Linked DNA regions of Triticum aestivum: region 2 is linked to region 1. Evidence: chromatin contacts called from public Hi-C data. All regions are on one chromosome and are shown on one strand. Each heading gives the region's core, a stretch centred on a gene start, on an enhancer-like site or on the middle of the called end of the contact. The rest is flanking DNA. Distances are from core to core; before and after follow the strand shown.

Region 1 (6,472 bases), core at 1,091-3,590:
AAATAGAGGGGAGGGGCAACCCCTTGGGACACAACTTTTCTGTGCGAGCGGTTGCGCCCTCCTTCTCTCTCTACCGCACGCAAAATACCTCCGTGCTATGAGGTTGTTGCTCCTCCATTCTTCTACTCCGACACCGCTTAGCTCTAGACGACAAAGCCCTGTCAAATCGTTGAATTTTTACGCGTGGATAAAACAAAGCGGCCGTGTGTTCGATCTTCCGTTCGAGGGAAATTCTCACGGTTGGGAGGATTAATCCTAGCTGTGGGAATATGCACCAATTGATCTACACCAACACACCTTCCGATGCACTCTAGTTGGTAACGATCTAATCTAATCTCATATTTATCTTCATAGTGTTCCTAGGATTTGGTTCGTATTACGATTTTTTTGTTTTTTATACGTTTCCCTAAACTGTGAACTCCGAAAGTTTTGGGCCCCAAAAATTTCGGGCAGGTTTTGGGTTTTGCAATGAGATGGAAAACCACAACCCTCTTTAAACCGCATAAGTTCTGGCCTTTCCATAAGAAGGTGATAATAAGTGAGGATTTTGAGGGCATCTCTCCTGACATGGACTCAAATGCCTGCATCCATAATATCGAGCTTGTGTCCAAGATTTGTGATCAAGTACAACTGCTTGTACGCTTGGTTTGATACTAAGATTTGGTACATCAGTGTAGGTGAGTACCAGTTTGTAGATGTATGGGTACATCAAACCACTCTTTGATTTGATGGCGAAGTGTGTTATTGAATTTCGATGCTCCAAGCAAGAGGTGTAATGTCAACTCCAACAGGGATTACCAAACAGACAATACCAAATGTTTGCGGACACTTTCCAACATGTCCTCAAACAGTAAGCGGGGCGCCAGTCATCCAACCATAGTTAGCGAAGACAGTGGGCTATGACTGATATTGAGTGGGGCACAAGCGCTTCGGAGAGATGACATTTGAGACAGATTTGATGACCCGAGCTTGGAGTTGCACTAAGGCGGCCGGGTGTTATCTCTAGAACATTGGCGGCAGTGGTGAGGCACCAGTTATTCAGGAAAAGAGCGAAGGAAAGTGAGTGAGGTACGGAGCAGGAAATGGAGACGGTTGAAGGCATGTTCAGACGTTTGACCAAGAGTAGTGGTACCCTCGTGGTCGTGGGTGTAGTAGGGTCGCCAGTCCGTGCGTGCGTGGTGGATCCGATGATTATGGCTCTGCTTCGATCTATATCAGCTAATTAAGTGCTTCTGTTGCCGCCAGAATCTGCAACAGTTGGTGGCACCATTCGAGACGCTCTCACGTTCTGCTTCTCCCCGGAAGCACAAATCATACTGATCCCCGTGGAATATCTCTGTAATTAAGTAGTACTACGTGTGTTGCCACTACAAGTTGCAACAGTTGGTGGTACCATTGGAGACGTTCTCACGTTCCGGTTCTCCCCCGGAAGCAGAAATCATACCAAACCTTTGAGGAATTTTCTGCATTCCACGCAGCGGCAGAGTTTAAGCTTTGATCATGATTCTTTCGCGAATGGCGGAGTACATTCTTTACAAAAAGCTGTGAGTGTTTTGCAAAAGGAACACCAAGAAGATGAGTGCGTGCGCCGGAATAAAGCTGAAAAGAAGCTATGCTCATTCTCATGCTCATGCTCCCCGGGCCTTTCTCTCCTTTTGATCGACCCCTCCTTTTCCTTTCCTCTTTCTCCCCCGATTCCTGTGCTGCAGCTGCAGCTGCAGGTTCCCGCCGGCGGAAAGCCCGCGGCCGAGTGCGGGTGGGATGATGTGGGCCGATCGACCGGCCTCCGCCACGGTTTTTGGCGAGCCCGATCGGGAATCCGATGCGGTGCGGTGGCCATGGCCGGAGGTGTCGGCAGCCAGGCCGCGGCCCCTATCGTTTTCTCCGAGTCAGCCGGATGCATATGCAGATGCAGACGCTGCGGCGTGCGTGCCCGGTCCGGCTCCGGGGCCGACACGGCGCATTATTGCGGAGTTTATTTGCTGTGCAGCACGATCGTCATGGCCATGGCGTTGAACGACCGACGGGGGGCATTGATGAGCGCGATCTGGGCCGTGACAACGATGCCCGGCCGCGCATGGCGCGCTGCTGTGTTTGAAGTTTGAACTTTGAACTTTGAAAGCGAGCCATGGCTCTGTACCCTGCATCTGACCGATCCACAGATCATGGCTTGGCTTGCTTGTCAATCAGTATGAGCAGTGGGTGAAGCGCTGGAGGTATGGACGCGTACTCGACGGTACCGTCTCCCGGGGATCATGTCTCCGTACGGGGCCCCAAGCCACTGTATCGTCCGTCGCGGTACTGTATTCCGTTCTGTCCGTGCTGGTGTGGGTGATCGCGACTGGCTGCCGCATTCACTGCTAGTATGCCGCGCCCATACGCACATACGGCTCACCTAGTCCCGTACTCTACTGTATCTCTTGGGAAACGACCAAGGAGCGCCAGGATTTCAGAGATCCAAGCTGGTCACCTCGGAGATTAAATTCGTGCGCCGTGCCCCGGCCGGAGCGTGACACGCACGGCGGCCGCGAGGCCGTGCGAGGTCGGAGCTCAGCCAGCACGTACTAGGCCGGCGTGTGTCGCGTCCAGATCACCCGCCATCATAAATGAATTTACCCGCCGTTCTTCACCCACAGCCTGAAGAAAATGCGTCGGAGCGCGGCGCAACACGCTGCGTCCGAATCACCGGCCACCGTGAATCTTCCCCTGAACACGACACGACCTCAAGAAAAGAAATCTCTCCACGGAGTCGCAGTCGGAAAAGAAGGCGCCTGAGCACGGGCAGCTGGCCTAGCGACGCCAAAAGGCGCGGCCATGTGCTCCATCCATCGTCTTTCTCGTTTACCTTTCGCCGGAGTCCACGCCACCACCACCGGGCGAAGCTGCGGCGCGCGCGAGAACTCTGCTTTTCCGGTCGTTCCCCCACTGCTCCAGCGTCAAGGGGGAGGATGATGATGGTACTAGCTACCACTAGTGATTAATGTTAGCTTTACCTTTTCCCATTAGCGAGCAAAGTGCGTGCGTTCGCACCTTGACAAGTTTGTTAATCTGCCTTTGCGTCGCGGGTAAGTCGAGCACTGACCTCTTCGTGAACCGGGTCAAAAGAGGGCGGCCGGCACACACAGTGCCAGTAGCAACGAGTGTAGTAGTAGCAATACTATACTCCATTTGACAGTGATCATTATGGTCAAGTGCGGCTGTTCTCCCCGCAGTACCGTGGCAAATGATGACATTATGGGCATGGGCGCATTGCATCCCATTCCAGCACAAGGTGATGTGCAAGTTTTGTTAGTGGAGTAGGACAACACGCTTAGCGTCACTGAATCTTGAGTAGTTAATGCCACGCTTCCTGCAAGAATAATACTACTATAATGATAATTAACGCCACGCTTCCATTAGAGGAAGATACGGGGTAGATTTTCCGAGGGAAAGAACGACGGAGGGGGACAGGTAAAAGGGACATGCAGATGCTAGTGGGAGGAGTACAAGGAATCCAATCCAAGTCTTGGAATAAAAGAGGAGGAGGTGAAAGCGTCGTCTCCCGAATTCCCGATACACATACGCCCACCGTTCCATTCACATCCTTATTACCTTTCTCACCACAGCATAAAGAAAAGGCTTGTGAAAAGAGGACGACGGGTGAAAAGACGGAGGCTTGAGGGAGCGGCGAAAGGATCGGCCGAGGAAAAAACATGGCCGAGATTCGATTCCAACGTCACACAACACGAACACAATGGCCATTGAGGATAAAGGAGCAAGCAACCGTGGTAAAATAAAAAGCTACCGGTGGGGATAAGGCAACAACGGCGGCGCGTCGGAGAAAAAGCCACGGCGTACATCGCACCACCACCATCACCACCACCATGGATCTCGATGGGTCCTTCTCCATTTCTCTACGGCAAGTGGGGTTGAATGAAGTGCTGCGACCAGTGGTGGCGAGAGAGAGCCCCGCGGTCTGCGGTCTGGTTGTCGTCGTCGCACGTGCATACGTGTGGATCAAGCTTGAGCTGCTCTCGCAAGTCATCAGCTCGGCCACCCTCGTTCTCACGTGTGGCCCCGGGCTGGGTATGCGCTCTGTGAGCTGGACCACCGGCCCATCAAGGACCCAAATGGGGTGGGGTGCACGACGAGCGGATTCTCATCGTGAACAGTTTTTTTTTTGCAAGTCTCATCGTGAACAGTTTGGAACAGACGACAACAAAGGATAAAGGTTTTGCTACTCTAACCGAGAAATAACTATTTCTAATCGTGGATGGGTACTCTAACGCCCCAGATATCCGTTTCAAAAAGAAAAAAAAAACGCCCCAGATGCAAAAGCGATGGGAGAAACGGCGTGATAATAACGCACTGGTTTCGATGGGCCTGAATTTCCTATTTTCGGTGCAGATAAACCTAAATGGTGGAAGAAATGTTTTTTCTATTTTTTTTGCGGGAAAGGTGGAACAAATGTTGTGACATGTATATTCAGCTATGTCACACGCCACAAGCCTCTTCGAAGGACTATACGACGATGTATTTTACAGGCCAGGCCAAAATGTGGTTGCCATCCGTATAATATAAAGCAGATAAAATGGAACGGGAAGAATTTTGGGAAGCTGCAGTTCCAGGCACCGATCTGATGCCTACCCCATGTCAGGCAGGTTGTAGTGTGCAAGTGTATATAGAAACTTTTAATACTTTGATTTGATCCACCAGATGTTAGCTCACAGTCCCAGCATAGTTCCTGAAATTTTTACTACCACCTTCATCGATGGGTTGAAAACTCCTATTCACAGTGATGTACATATACAAAGACCACATGATTTGGATACCGCTGCCTCTCTGGCTCTTTTGCTGGAAGAAGTACTCGAAGACTGTCGGAGTATTGAACGACCACATTCAGATATGAGTGATTCCGCTTATGGCAAATCATCACTCATGGATGCTTTTACCCCTTCCATGAACAGTCTAAAGCTCGTCCAAATCAGCCCAACTTTACGGCTGATCAACATACAACTGAATTAGTTAGATCTCAAGCTGGGCAAGGGAACAAAGTGCTGAAGGCTCATAGATGAGCTTATGGATTATGTTTTACTTGTTGAGAAAAATGGGACCCTCAGCACAAATGTGGTCAAACTGAGCAAATTCATGCAATAGAAGAATTGTTAGAAATGCCACAGTGTGAGGATCCCGAGCCCGAGTCAACTGAACTTGGGGAGGACGTGATACGGTCTCAAATGTATCTATAATTCTTTTTGCATGATTCATGCTATATTGTTGTCAATTACATACATTTTGGGATGCTTTTTATCAACTTTTATTTGGCTAAAATATTTATCAAGTGCCCATTGTCAGATCCTGTTTTTTTTGTTGTTTTTGCAATTTTAGGAAATCCCCCAAAAAATTCTAACAAAAAATAATACAAAAATAGTTCCGAAACTTTCACATCAGGAGAAGACCCAGGATTCAAGGCCCAGCCCTAGGGGCCTCCCCAGTGCCTAGGATCCTAGCAGAAGATCCTTGGGCCCTAGGGAGGTAAACACCAAAAACTCTTTGTTCTTTCCTTTACTAGAACAATGCTCGTGCGTTGCTACGAACTGCTTAAGAGCATAATTTTGAGCTGGAGTCACATTTTTACAATTTTTATTTGTTCATTCTACAAGTGTTGGTCTCACATGAAAGTAGTAGTATACTTGTTTATTTGTTTTAGGTTGACATGTAAGTAAAGCACATTTGTCTATTTATGTACTCCAGCATGAAAGTAGTAGTATCTTGGAAGGTTGCTAGCCCCACAAGTGGGTAAGGGTGTATTTTTTTTATTGATGAAGGATGTTGGTCACACATGTGGATAAGGGTGTATTTTTTAGTGATGAAGATTGTTGGTTCCACATATGAACTCACCGCCAACTCCAACCTTTATATGTAGGAAAGAAATTTGCTAGAGAGCTAGAACATAATTGGTATGGACTTGATTTTTATCTGTGGGTTATGTGTTAAAAGGTTGGTCCTTATGTCATAAGAACTTGCATAACTTCTAATGTGGCTTAACTAAAGCAGAATTATAATTAAAAATTCATAACTTTTGGTACTTGATGGAAATTTCAGGTTAATCAAATATTGTTTAAAGCTCGTCCAAATCAGCGCAACTTTACGGCTGATCAATATACAACTGAATTAGTCAGATCTCAAGCTAGGCAAGGGAACAAAGTGCTGAAGGCTCATATATAAGCTTATGGATTATGTTTTACTTGTTGAGAAAAATGGGACCCTCAGCACAAATGTGGTCAAACTATGCAAATTCATGCAGTAGAAGAATTGTTAGAAGTGCTACAATGTGACGATCCCGAGCACGAGTCAACTGAATTGGGGGAGGACGTGATACGGTCTCAAATGTATCTATAACTCTTTTTGTATGATTCATGCTATATTGATGTCAATTACATACATTTTGGGGATGCTTTTTATCAACTTTTATATGGCTAAAATATTTACC
Region 2 (6,022 bases), core at 1,255-3,754, 85 kb before region 1:
AAGGAGGCGACGGATCAAAGCATCCATGTTTGCCTATTGGCATGAAATAAGTTGTATCTTCTCGGAGAGTGTTTGCTCTAAAAAACAAACACTCTATGATCACTAGTTAGCTAAGGAAGCTACCCCAATAGCTTCTGCATATTGTAGCACCGGGCTTGTCTGACAGAGGTCTGGTTTCCTCGAAAGATTTAAGTGGGAATATTTGATAACTCGAAAATGCGTTAACTCACTCGGGACCATGTATGTACTTCCTGGACCATTGTATAGTTCCTCATGTAAGGAAGCTCCTCTTACGCAATCGCGCCAATTGCTTTGTAGGACTCATCTCAGATCATTTCACTCACCAGGAAGCAAATCGGATAACAACGGTTCGGCATAGCAACCAGTACGATCTATAGTTCAGAAACTCAAAAATGTGTTAATCTCACCCGGGACCATGTATGTACTTCGAGGACCATTGTATAGTTCTCATGTAACTTGCTCTTACACGATCACGCCAATTGCTTTGTATGACTCATCTCAGATCATTTCATTCACCAGGAAGCGAATCGGAGGACAACAGGTCGGCACAGCAAGCAGTACGATCTATAGTTGAAGAACTTGACACAGCATCATTCACCAGCAAACGTTGAATCATATGCATGCAAGAATCTCCCTTGGAGGCCATGTGAAGCAGCTTGGCTTCTTCCCCGCAAACTCCATCCACCCCTTTCCCAAAACTCGCTGGCGACACATGCATCACATTTCAGGAAAAAAGAGAGAAAGATGAAAAGAGAGAGCAATGGAGCCCTCCTCGGGCCCGTGCGACTGCATCGGAATCAATCGTCTTTTCCGGGAATTCAGACGGCCGTGGTGCTCTCCTGCCTGTGCTCGGGGCAGATGAACTGCGCGGTGTAAAGAGGAGTACGTACTCCTGCTCTTCCCAGGCGCGAATAAAGAAAGGGAGAGGGGGGCCGAGCAGAGCGCAGCAGAGCAGAGGAGAGGACGGACATGGCGACGGAGGCGCCAATAAAGAAAGGGCTGGCTGGCGTCGGGGTCAAAGAGCGGCACGCAGCTGCGGGGGGAACCCGAGGCGCGACACATGGAGGAGATCGCCGCGCGCACAGTCACCACGCCCGCATGGTGCCGCGCGCCGAATCGTCAGCTCCCCGAGGCCGAGGACCGGCCATCAGCGCACCCACCCGCAACGCATCCGCCTCCGCCGGCCGAGGGCGACGCGACGCGGACGGGCGGACGGCCGGCCGGCCAAGCCATGCGCTCCTGGACGACGAGGTCACGGAGGTAGGGGCCTGCCAGTCAATGCTCCGTCCTCTGCCGCCCACCTGCCCGCCTCACCGTCACCGCCCCGAAGATGCCGAGCGCGGGATGGCGCCCCGGATTCTTTGTCCTGTCCACGATGCGTGCGCCCCGTCGCCCAACCGACGAGCTCTCCCCTTCCATATTTTTCTTGCTTGCTTCCTTATTTTCCTTGAGGCTATCATCATCACGTGCCGCCAGGCGTGACAAACTAGCCCAGCGGTTCCCAGCCGGGCACGAAAAACAGCTATCACCTCTTCCCATATGAACTGGTTTTCGTGGATGGATGGATCGATCGACCTTTCCGGCGACTGTTTCCATCGGCCATAACCTTGTCGTACTCGTACTAGAACAAGAAGGAAGGGTTGCGTCCACAAGGAAAGCAAAACAGAGGAGAGAGATCCGTTCGAAGTTGGAACCGATGATGCTGCATCAGCAAAGGAGACAAAGAGTAGCGTCCAAACCGCCCCCGTCGCATCAAGCCGAGCACACACGAGACTGCTCGTTGATCGTTAGCATACTCTACTGCCACTAGCACAGAAGTTAACAGTCTAAGCCTGGGCCGAAAGCGTTTATGTCGTGAGCTCAGAAACGCCGCCGCATGCACAGCCCTGCACAGCCCCGAGTGCCTTCACGTTTCCGTTCAACTTCGACCCGATCGTTCGCAATAAACGCACGCCCCGTCCAACACTCCACCCATTCCCCGTACTCTACCCTCCTCCCTGAAGTAGAACGCGTACGGTACTGGTATTATGGACTCCCGGTAACGCCACCGTTTGACCACGGAAGCAAGTAAAAATTTACCAACTGAAAAGCACACGCAATGAAGGAGCGCTACGTATGGCGATGGAAACTGCCTGGCGTCGTGAATGGATGAACGAACGAGCAATAATGCCCTTATTTCTCGCAGCAAAGATGGCTTTTTTTGAAAGCCCGGCATTCATTTTCCTCCAAAGATAAAGCCCAGCCCGGCCAGCATTGATGCCTCTACGCCTGCAGCCTGCTGCTCACACGCCATCAAGACTATACTCTACCACTGGCGGGCATGCACTGGCAGTAGATAGAAAGTTAAAAGCGGGACGGATAAAACCAGGACCCGGCTGACAACCGGGCCCCGCACGCCTCACGCAGGGTCACGCACGACGGCACGGTACGGACCCGGGAGCGCCGCGCTGCCGTGTATAAAACGAGGCGCCTCCCGCTATCGCTTTTCCGAAACATCTATCTCCTCTCCTCTCCTCTCCACTCCACCACCGCTTCTCCTTCTCCCCGTCCCGCGGCCGCCCCCCCTCCTCCCTCCCTCCGGAGACCGGCCCGCCACCACGGCTCGTGCGGCCAGAGATAAGATGAGGACGAGGAGCGGCTCTCTCTATACCTGCGGAGGTGTCGAGCCAGCGGCTCCCGTGGCCGGGCAGAAGAGGAAGAGGACGCCCGCCGCCGCCGGCGAAGTGTGCGGTGGGCGCCGGAAGCGACAGGCTTCCGGGCCGGACTATTTGGATGGCATCCCTGACGACCTCGTGCTCTCCATCTTCTCCAAACTCGCCGCATCTGCGAACTCCCCCTCCGACCTGCTGTCCGTCCACCTAACGTACGCCCGCGCCCCGCCCCGCCCTTCGTGTTTGGTTCAACCGCTTCTTGCCAAGCAACTCCTGCTGCTTCGTGTGTTTGGTTGCCTGAACGTGTTTGTACCTTTGACGTTTCAGATGCAAGAGGCTCAACGGCCTGGGCCAGCAGGACATGGTGTTCGCCAAGGCCTCGCCGGCGTCGCTCGCCGTCAAGGCGGCGGCGTGGTCGGAGCCCGTGCAGCGGTTTCTCAAGCGCTGCGCCGACGCCGGTAATCTTGAGGCGTGCTACATTCTAGGCATGGTAAGAGTCGACGAACACATCAAACTTGTTGACTTGATCGTTCGGTTTGACATCCATGCATGCATGGCCGGAGTTTCAGGGAGTAAGTGCTGACGAGCTTCGTGCGTTTTTGCAGATCCGGTTCTACTGCCTTGGCAGCCGGAGCGGTGGCGCGGCTCTGCTCGCGAAGGCGGCTGTCGGCGGGCACCCGGCGGCGCTCTACTCGCTGGCCGTCATCCAGTTCAACGGCAGCGGGGGCGCCAAGTCGGACCGCGACCTGCGCGCCGGGGCGGCGCTCTGCGCGCGCTCCGCTGCGCTGGGCCATGTCGACGCGCTCCGCGAGCTCGGGCACTGCCTCCAGGACGGCTACGGCGTGCGCCGCGACCCCGCCGAGGGACGCCGCCTCCTCGTCGCCGCGAACGCCCGCGAGCTCTCCCTCGCGCTCGCCGCCGCGGCGGCCAGCGCGACCTACCCCTTCGCCTCCCTCCCCATCAGCGCCGTCGCAGGCGGCGCCGGCGGCGTCAGCAGCAGCCCACTCCTCTCCGACTTCGGGTGGAGCCTGCCGGAGGCGGAGCCCCACACGGCGAACCAGTTCATGTCAGACTGGTGGGCGTCGCGCGGCGTGCAGGCGTGCGCCAAGAAGACCGACGCGGCGGCCACCGGCGGAGACGGCGAGGGCGAGCTACGGCTGTGCTCCCACATGCGGTGCGGGCGCAAGGAGACGCGGCGGCACGAGTTCCGGCGCTGCTCCGTGTGCGGCGCGGCCAACTACTGCTCCCGCGCGTGCCAGGCCCTGGACTGGAAGCGCGCCCACAAGGCCCAGTGCGTGCCCATGGACCGCTGGCTCGTCGGCGCCGCCGCCAACGCCGCCGCGCCCCAGCAGTGACCGCCCCAAGGGGCAACCGCCGGCGCAACGTCCGGCAACAAGTAGCAGCACTGGAGGGTCCACGGCGAGGCCCGTGGACCAGGCGTAGCGGAGTGAACGACGGTGATGAATGAGGAAGCGTTTTTCTGGCGTTTTGCTTTCTTTTTGCGGCCGTTTGTGTGTCGTCTTGTCAGATGTACGTACTCTACTCTACTAGGGAAGAGGAGCAGGCGAGAGATTCTACCGCGGCCAGCAGAACTCTAACCTTGTTTTCTCTCTTTTAAATTAATTATTATAAATTAGCCCCTCTTAAATTAATTAAATTACTCCCCTGGTAAGATGGTAAAAAAGCCCTGGATCCCGCTTCGAACTCATTTTCTAGAGCTCGAGCGTGGAAGTTGTTTCTGTCGCTTTGTGTTTTGGTGTTTTGGATGGATGCTGTGGGGTGTGGAGTAGAAGAGCAGTGCTCCGGCACTCTACGTAGTACAGCACGGGCTCCTACGCTACGTGCCTCTCGTTCGTAGCTTATCGGATGAGTAGGGGGAATCGGTGGCCGCGCCGTGCAGCGCTGCGTCGTGTAGGCTTTGGTTTAGCTCTCGAGGCACGGGACAAGTTGGAGGCTTCCCTCTGGCCTCTGGTGTTGGACTTGGGGAGGTGGAATCCGTGTAGGCTACCATAGCCAAAGCGACACCACCCAGCCGGCTTTTGTTCTTGTTTCCTTTATTACTTTTCTGTTACCTAGGCAGGGCAGGGCAGGACATGGATGGAAACAACACACAAGATGATGATGCCATCGCTACGACTAGCCCACTCCGTTTTTTATTTTATATGGCTCGAGCACGCAACGGCGTACATCTGTACGTGCACACGAGTAAATTCGCAGAGAGTAGAGTACAGTTCGATTTCTCTGGTATTCTATTCGGAACGTATGAATCATTGAACGAACGAGTGCCGAACCTGTTGACCCAGCGCGGCCAGCGCAACGGGACACCGTTAGGCTTTGGCATCTTGCACAGGGGTGTGTGTGTGTGTTCACCGGGCAGAGAGGCGTACGACAAGCCACCCAGCATGGTACACGACTACACGGACGCTCCCGGCTGCGTGCGCTCGAATGTGCGTGGCGCGGGTGTTTCCACGACGTAGACGTCTGCGGTCGCCGGCGAGACACCACCCAGACCTCCAACGTGGACCCGCGAGTATCAGGGAAAATACCGAGCGGCTCGCATCATTGTGTCTAGCTGATGCCAACAGCGAAAGCACGGGCTGAACTGACGGCCGGTGTCCAAACTAGACCGGAGTAGCATCTACTCCTTTGCTCAATTACTCCTGCCTTTTTCTATGGGATTGATTGATGGTGCTACAGTTAGTGTCATCTGATATTTTCCTTTCGTTTTGTATAGGAGTGTATGATTTCTTTCTTTAGAGTGGGTAACGTGTGGAGCAGCAAGATACGTATTTCAGAGACAACTGTTCAAAATTAAGAAGGCCGATATAATAGGCAAGAAATAACAGGTGCGGCAGTAAATAACCAGCCAGGCCCGGTCAGAAAATTTGGTGGTGCCCATCGGTGCAGGCGGCGACCCAATCAAGTGCATGCAAATATAGACGCTCGGTCATCCTCTTCGTTGTACTCCTCCTACGTTTACAACGGAGACGAAGTGTCTGTCCCACGTTGGATACCAGACCAGAGACGATGGTGCCATGACACCGGCTTCGTGGGCGCACAGCGACTAGGCACGTACTCCACTACGTTACCTACGCCTCAGAAAATTCTGCCCTCGTGATGCCTGCACGTTTGACCCTGCAAATAATGCCAGAATTTTTGTACATTTTTCTAATACGAGGAGAAAAGCTGGGGTTTTGCAGCTGCACAAAATAAAATCCGAAAAATTCCAACGATCGTGCGCATGAGTTGGGATATATCGGCGCAACATGGGGCCAGGAATCGGATATTTATCTACATATATCTTTTTCAGCGAGGAATGGAGTGCTCATTGACCCTTATTGTTTTGCCCC

Evidence for each region. A called contact is a pair of places that touch in the nucleus more often than the background predicts.
Region 2: a contact with region 1 is called in a Hi-C map of leaf, with 3 times the contacts expected there. The contact joins the promoter of LOC123080312 here to the enhancer-like site in region 1. A contact is called at or near these places in 2 of 5 Hi-C or Micro-C datasets (both in leaf) and 1 of 1 datasets of contacts at active chromatin or transcription factors (leaf).

The regions. Positions count from the first base shown.
Region 1 is chr3D:538,306,144-538,312,615 of IWGSC CS RefSeq v2.1, reverse strand. No RefSeq gene overlaps it. Among protein-coding and RNA genes, the nearest start is that of LOC123080312, 86 kb to the left of the region's middle. Within about 2 kb of position 2,340, at least 6 of the 8 cell types and tissues checked have an H3K27ac peak or open chromatin away from gene starts, as enhancers often do. A contact at or near this core is called in leaf, where this site is marked.
Region 2 is chr3D:538,391,425-538,397,446 of IWGSC CS RefSeq v2.1, reverse strand. LOC123080312 (F-box protein At1g67340) reads left to right here and starts at 2,504. Exons shown (of 3, transcript XM_044503222.1): 1 at 2,504-2,884; 2 at 3,000-3,162; 3 at 3,278-4,329. The coding sequence starts at 2,643. The coding sequence ends at 4,027.